Regions from separate parts of the Mus musculus genome. Here region 1 is linked to region 2. The links are chromatin contacts, called in public HiChIP or PLAC-seq maps. All regions are on one chromosome and are shown on one strand. Each heading gives the region's core, a stretch centred on a gene start, on an enhancer-like site or on the middle of the called end of the contact. The rest is flanking DNA. Distances are from core to core; before and after follow the strand shown. Region 1 holds the start of Lrrn4 (leucine rich repeat neuronal 4). Region 2 overlaps 1700026D11Rik (RIKEN cDNA 1700026D11 gene).

Evidence for each region. HiChIP or PLAC-seq counts read pairs in DNA pulled down with a chosen protein or histone mark.
Region 1: an H3K4me3 HiChIP or PLAC-seq map of pro-B cells shows a contact between it and region 2, with 5 times the contacts expected there. The contact joins the promoter of Lrrn4 here to the enhancer-like site in region 2. A contact is called at or near these places in 2 of 39 promoter capture datasets (the HPC-7 cell line and embryonic stem cells), 1 of 15 datasets of contacts at CTCF or cohesin (large pre-B cells), 3 of 484 Hi-C or Micro-C datasets (colorectal tumor organoids and embryonic stem cells), 10 of 115 datasets of contacts at active chromatin or transcription factors (the 230-238 cell line, the HPC-7 cell line, double positive thymocytes and 5 more) and 4 of 9 other capture datasets (adipose tissue, embryonic stem cells, macrophages and 1 more).

Annotation. Positions count from the first base shown.
Region 1 is chr2:132,878,816-132,882,426 of GRCm38.p6, reverse strand. Lrrn4 (leucine rich repeat neuronal 4) reads left to right here and starts at 1,565. Exons shown (of 5, transcript NM_177303.4): 1 at 1,565-1,633; 2 at 2,512-3,192. The coding sequence starts at 2,532.
Region 2 is chr2:132,510,471-132,514,056 of GRCm38.p6, reverse strand. 1700026D11Rik (RIKEN cDNA 1700026D11 gene) reads right to left here. Exons shown (of 4, transcript NR_028286.1): 2 at 1,840-1,982. Among named protein-coding and RNA genes, the nearest start is that of 1700026D11Rik, 22 kb to the right of the region's middle. Within about 2 kb of position 1,501, at least 100 of the 459 cell types and tissues checked have an H3K27ac peak or open chromatin away from gene starts, as enhancers often do. A contact at or near this core is called in the 230-238 cell line, the HPC-7 cell line, double positive thymocytes and 1 more, where this site is marked.

The DNA of each region.
Region 1 (3,611 bases), core at 316-2,815, 370 kb before region 2:
TGGAAGAGCAGTCGGTGCTCTTAACTGCTGAGCCACCTCTCCACCCCCCCACCCCCACCCCCCGCCCCGGATTGATTTTTAATCATTACATGCAACATCCTCCTATGGTAAAACACGTATGTCACCTTTTCCTATGCTCCTGCAGTGCTACAAGAGAAAGGACTGCAACAGAGTTCTTCGGTGTCCCTGAAAAGCTCCCAAGTGCCATACAGTGGCACTTCCTCATCCTACTATGCCCAAGAAGTCAGCTCATAGACAAAAGGAGACTTTCTAAATATTTTAGTGTCTTAAGTGATATGGATTTATCTGAGTAGCTAAGAACGGTTATCTTACGAGGAAATACACTGGGTCCACTGAGAGCAACAGAACACCTTTTGGTTCAGAATACCCAGATGGCTCACCCATCATCTGCTCCAGAGCCCAGTCAACTCGGGACTTTGGTTTCCTTATCATGGGATTGTGGGCAGTACCTTGAGAAGATTCGATGAGAGAATGCTTATGAACCTGGGATCTAGCAGTGACCCTGACTAAGACAACGTCTTTTCCTCCTTGTGGTCTATCTAAACAGGGTACTTATATTTTAATGGGTTCTGGTCCTTCTTATCTGGTGTCTCCAACTGAAATCAGCTACCCATGCTGACTTCAGTGGAGGCAATGGCTTGACCAGGATGAACAGAGCATATTTAATATTGAGAGAAGTCTGAGGCTTTGATTCTTGGGTATGCAACTCTGTCCAAAGCATTGAGGATTTCATGGCTGGGCCACAGGAGCCAGTCTCCATCCCCTTCCCTTTTCCATCTTTTCCTGGTCTTCTACACCTCCCTCTCACCCATCCCTCCCTCCCTGATCAACCAGTGGTGTCGGGTTTCTACCACCAGGGCCAGGACCCAGACCTCCTGGCCGCTTCCCTACAGAGAGCACTGAGCAGACTCCCCTTAACCTGGCTCAGGCCGAGGAATGCTTCTAACCAGGTCTCAGCCAGCCTAGACCGAAACACTTATCTTTGAGACACTGCATAAAGAGGACATCAAATGAAACCACCAGGGACTAGTAATCTCATCAGACCAGTTTGAAAGGTTCCTGGGACTTCTCAGAGATGCCCAAAGATAAGCGCTGACAGGGGGAAAAACTGGAGGCTCTGGTCCCAGGGTCTATATACAAAGAACTGAGGACAATAGCCCAGCATGCTCCCAGTCGTCCTGGTGGGCCTGGGATGGCTGGAATCACCTAGAAGGGAGACTAAGATTCCTGTGAGGTGAGCGTGCTGCTTTACTGAGTACTGCTCTTCCTGCTGGCTTCTTTTCTCAAGCTTGGGAGAAGTTTAGCAAAGAAAGAGGACGGGGAGGAGTGGGGGTGGGGCTGGAGCTGGGAATGCCAGGTCTATGGAAAGAGAGGCCTGAGGCGAGAGGGAGGAAGGGGGATAGAAAACAACAGAATTCTTGGTGGGGAAGGAGGGGCTTCGGGGCAGGAGTGTCTCAAGCTCCTCCTGGATGGAGCTGGAGGAGGGGCAGCCGGGAACCTGGCTTCTTCCCTCTGACATTCAGAGCTGACCCGGGAGGTCACTGGTTCCTACAGTATTCCAAAGACTGAGGACCTAAAAGGGCGCGCCACATCCCACTGGGACAGCTGCCTGGTAAGTATGGCATACTACAGGATACATTAGCACCTGGCTCCAATTCCCAGCAACGTTCTCATCACTTTAACTCCCTACTAAGAGGGGAGCCTTGCCCTAGGAGCCTTAATGGTGGCTCACTGTTCATATCAGTGTTCAGCAGGGAGCCAGGGTGGGAATCTGCAGTAATGTGGGCTATCAGACAGTGACTTCCTGCCCTGCACAGCTAACAGGGCTGGGCAATCAATCCCTCCTGCAAAGGGCTGACACCCAGTGCTGGCTTCTGTTAGAACCTATCTGGGACCAGGATCCCAAATCTTGCGGGTGTCTAGGGCTCCTATCTTCTTCTGAAGGCAACCCTGAGCTTCTCTTAAGAAAGAGACACCAGAAGTGGCAGGACCCTTGTATTATGAAAAGTTAGCCAGATGATGGTTTCTAGGTACAACTAAATCTTCCTTGAGTCCATACTTTTAATCTCAGCAGAGGTTTAGTCTGGATGTGTTCACGGTTAGAACGAAGCTGCTTAACCTGGGGTGGGGGAAGTGGGGGGGGGGGTGTTACAGAGGAAGAGAAAACAACCTTCTCTCGAAAACTCAGAGAAGGAGCACACGGAAGCATGAGGGCGGGGGTCTTGGAAGAGTCAGGCCAGGCATGGAAAAGACAGGGAAGACTCCTGCTGGAAAAGCAAGGACAAGCAGGTGTGTGATGGATCTTGCACCAGAGATGAGGAAAACGCTCGTCTCCACCTGCTCACTGACAGAAACGAGGTGGGGGTGGGGACGAGGGTGAGGGTGGGGATGAGGGTGGGGGTTACTTCCTCCCCGGACACACACACACACTACAGGAACTTTGTGTGCCTTTCGTTCGGGGCTTCCTCTGAAACCATGGGCCCTCTGTAGTCTTTCCCTAGAGACTTGACATGCGGTGGACGCTGATGCTGCAGCTGCTGCAGCTCCTGCTACAACTGCTGATGGCGCAGAGCCAGAGCCTGGAAAGGATCTCCCAGGACCGGATCCCCCTCTTCCGACTCACTCAGCAGGGAGACTGGGACAGCCTCGACCGCCACCCTACCGACTCTCTCTGTGTAGGACTCCCCGCCGCGGGAGTCACCACTCTGAACTTGGCGAACCGCAGCCTGGAGAGCCTGCCTAGCTGCCTGCCGCGCACGCTGCGCAGCCTCGATGGCAGCCACAACCTGCTGCGCGCCCTTAGCGAGCCTGTGCTCGGCCGCCTGCCCGAGCTGCGCGTACTCACGCTGCACCACAACCGCATCTCCGTGCTACACTGGGGCCGTGACACGCTGGCCGAGCTGCGTGAGCTCGACCTCAGTCACAACCTGCTGACCGAGCTGCCGCCCTGCGCGGGGCCCTCGGGGAGCAGCCTGCGCTCGCTGGCGCTGGCCGGGAACCCACTGCGAGCGCTGCTGCCACGGACCTTTGCATGCTTCCCAGCGCTGCGGCTTCTCAACCTCTCCTGCAGCGAGCTGGGCCACATCGCCCAGGAGGCATTCGCGGGGGTGGACGGTGGGCCCCTGGCGGCACTGGAGCTCTTGGATCTGAGCGGCACGAGCCTAGAAAGAGGTGAGAACCGTGTGAGGGCTACACATGTGCCTTTGGGGAGGTTGGAGATTAGGGTTGCGCTCTTCTAGAGGTGGCCCCAGAAACCATCCGCGTGTGCCCAAAGTGCTCCACAATCACAGAACTGCTGATAATCTCCAGATTATATATGAGGAAACCAAGGCAGAGAATGGTGGCGTGACTTTACCAAAGTCTCAAAGGTCTAGCGTGCCTAATGTCCCCAGATCCAAGCCCAAACATTTCACAGGCAGATCTCAACATCTTAGCCACTGCCACTGCGTTCTGGCTAGATGAACGCTATGGAATGACGAGGCGAAGTTATCATTGTGGCCCTTGACAGACGAACTTAGCCTCAAGCATGCTGAGGAATTCATTGATTCCACTGTCCCACCACCCTCATTGTTTCTTTGGATGTTGGATCC
Region 2 (3,586 bases), core at 252-2,751:
CCCCTCACACCTGCCATGTCGCCGGCTCTACCAACTCCTTGCCAAAGTACCCTGCTGTCTTCCTTCCGTTCTGTGAGGACACAGATCTCAGGATGGTTGGACTGTAGGGTTTTTTTATTTTTTGTTTTTTTTTTTTGTTTTTGTTTTTTTTTCCAGCAATCTGGGTCATGTTGTCCCTCTCCAGGGGAGGCTTTTCTGGTGGCTTCCCAGCAGGCCTTGCTTGGCATAGTTTCTCCTTCTGGGCTTCTCTCTGTACAGTCCCCGGGGCTCATTCTCGCTGTCTTAGCTCTTAGCGGGGTTTTGTTTAAATCTGTTTTTAGCATGAAGGGATCTGGAGGAAGGGAGAAGAGCTATAGCCCAGGCTCTCATGATACCTAAAATCGAGGTATCAAACATTGTTTTCTGTACCTGAAAGAACACATAAATTGTGCAAATGATGCAAGGGACAGCTGGGCTAGGCTGGGCACTATGACAGCGCTGTGACAGTGCCCAGCCCAGCTGTACACACCTCCTCATACAGACCCCACGGCTATTTCTTCCAGTCTTTTTCCGCCCCTGCCATCCCCAGCAATCCTATCTGGCGAATTCCCATTCTCCATCCTTTCCCTTCTTCATATGTTGCCTATAGTTTTTGTTTGTTTTGTTTTGTTTGTTTGTTTGTTTTGCCTTGGTGCAGGCAATTTTGTGCATCTTTTAAGGGGTGTGGCCCTCCAGCCCTTATCAGGGACTTTGCTACATCGAAACATGTAGTTGTTTTTGGTTTGCACATCTCTACTGCTACAAAGGCGTTGGTCTCTCACACTGTTCCTACCATAGTTTGTCTCTCCTGCTAACGCACACTTTGCCGTTTCTTTTCCCCATGAATGCACAGTTTGCCGTTTATGTCTCCCGTTAACGTACAGCTGGGTTCCATTCAGCTTTGCTGCGCTGAGGACGATTCCCCCTTCCCCTCGGGTTCCCATGTCAAGATGTCTGGCTATGAAATTGCAGCCTCCACTTCACTGGTAAAGGCCAAAGTGACCCCACCAGTTTATGTCCTCCATCCCATCCCTGAAGTGCCTGTGAGTTATCCACGTCTAAGCAAGTGCTTTAGAATGGCTGCCCACGGGGGATGTAAGCCATGCACAAGGAATCCCCTCTCCTCTCCCTTCAGAGCCGTGGAAGCAGTTTTCACTGGCTTGGTGCTGTTTGCTCATCTTCAAGTGAGTCCCGGGAGGGAGGGGCTCTCCTGGAGACGCTCCCACTGAACGGACCCAGAGGTGCTCCAGGCTGTGAGGGCTTGGAAGGTTCTTGCTCCGTGGAGCCCCTCCACAACACTCAGGATCTAAAGCGACAGGAGCTTGGTCTCTGGAACTCGACCACGTGAGAGGGACTTCCTGACTCTGAAGACTGGGCCCCCCCGCCCCCCCCCCCCCCCACACACACACGGAGAGAAGATGAGCCTTTAAGCCCAGGGCGCAGCTGCTGCTCAGCCTGGTGTCAAAAGATAAAGACGCAAACAGGAAACCACAGGCCAACGCATCTTACTAATACAGATTCAAAACTCTTCAACAAAGAGATAGCAGAGGGATCTTGCAGCAGCACAAGATTAAGATCCTCTTAACACTTGAGGTTCACCCTTGGAACCTAAGGCATCAAGATGTGAAGGGCTAGACTCAGGGACAGGCTACCTCAAAAACAAGACCGATGCAGAAAATTAATAAGGCACATCTTAATGAGATAAATGTTTAAAAAACACATGGCCATCCCAATAGACACAGAAAAAGTATGGGGTACATAAATCTAGTGCCTCTTCATAAGGAAAACAGTTGTTGAGGGAGGACCAAAAAGAGAACACACCTCCTGCCGATAGAGGACACCCATGAAAGCCCACAGATGAACAGGAAGACGAGGATACCACCTTCGAGAGATATTTCTATTCAACAGTGAGTTGGACGTTCTAGGAAGAAAGTTGGCAAGAAGAAGAAACAAAAGGATTCCAACTGAAAAAGAGGAAATAAAACTACAGTTATTGACAGGACACTTCATCTTATGCCTAGAAAATTATGAAAATGTCACTAAAAACGATGGCTTGTCAAGACTGTAGAATGTAAATTCAATATATAAAAATAACCATTCCTCTATACTATCAACAAAAGCAATTTAAGAAAATGGTTCTATTTTTTTAAATAGCAATCACAGAAAGCAAAATATGTAGGAATACATTTTTTAAAAGTATAAAATTTATATTCTGCAAAAAATACAAAGCAGCATTCAAATAAAGAAATTTCAAGTAAGTGAAAAGACAGCCTTTGTTCATGGGTCAAAAGACAGAGCAGGGATGACTTCCCCACAGTGCTGTCATGAACAGGGCTGCTCCCCCCCCTCCCCCCCCCCCCCCCCCCCGCCCTCCACCAGTGCTGTCATGAACAGGGCTGCTCCCCCCTCCCCCCCCCCCCGCCCTCCACCAGTGCTGTGGTGAACAGGGCTGACTTCCCCACACTGCGGTAATGGCTAGGTTGTTTGTTGTTGCCGTTTTGCATTTTCTTTGTATTTCCTAAGATTACATTTTTTTCCATATTTCTTCACATTCTAAGTTTTCCTCCCCCAACTCCCCCCAGGTTCTCCCTACTGTTCCACCTCCCTACTCCACACCCTTTGTCTCTTTAAAAAACAAAGAGCCCAAGAAACAAACAAAAAACCAAAAATTGAAACAAACAAAACACCAATAAAACAAACAGAAAAACAAAAACAACAAAAACCACCTCCAAAGCCCAAACCTAGCAAAATGAGTTAAAAGAAAAAGCTTCTCCGAAAACACCGTTGAGTTGGTTTTGTGTTGGCCAACTACGCTTGGCATGGGGCCCACCTGGGTGCACTCAGTGATGCTCCACTGGAGAAAACTAATTTTTCCTTTGCAAGTAGATATCAATTGCAGGTAGTTTCTTGGTTAGTGGTGGGAACCTGTGTCCACTTCTGCCACTCAGTACTGGCACCCTGTCTGGCTTGGACCTGTGTAGGCTCAGTTTGTACTGCCACAGTCTCTCTGAGTTCATAGGTGTGCAGTCCTGCTGTGTCTGAAAACCACTGTTTCTTGGTGTCCTCCGTCCTTTCTGGCTCTTATCTTTCTATCTTCTCTTCCACAAAGAACCCCGAGCCTTAAAGGAAGGGGTTTGATGAAGACATCCTATTTAGGCTTGGGCACTCCAGTCTCTCACTCCCTACACGTTGTCCAGTTTTGGGTCTCCATGTTAGGTTCTATCTACTGCAAGAAGCAGCTTCTATGAAGGTGGCTGAGTGAGGAGAGTGATCTGTGGTTGTAACAGGATGATATTAGGAGTCGTTTTGACTGCGATGTTCCTTTAACAGAAATACCAGAACCACGATCTATCCATCTCAGGTTCTTGGCCACTCTAGTAGTGTCAGACATGGGCTCCATCTTCTTGAGTGGGCTTTAAATCCAATCAGAGTGGCTGGTTAGCCTCACAATTAGTGGTTGGATAGTTTCCTGTTGCACTAAGACTATCTTTTAGGTAGGTCACTGTGTAGGTTTGTAGTTGGGTCAGTGGATATCATTCTCCTCTGACAATGTTCAAAGTACCAGTGC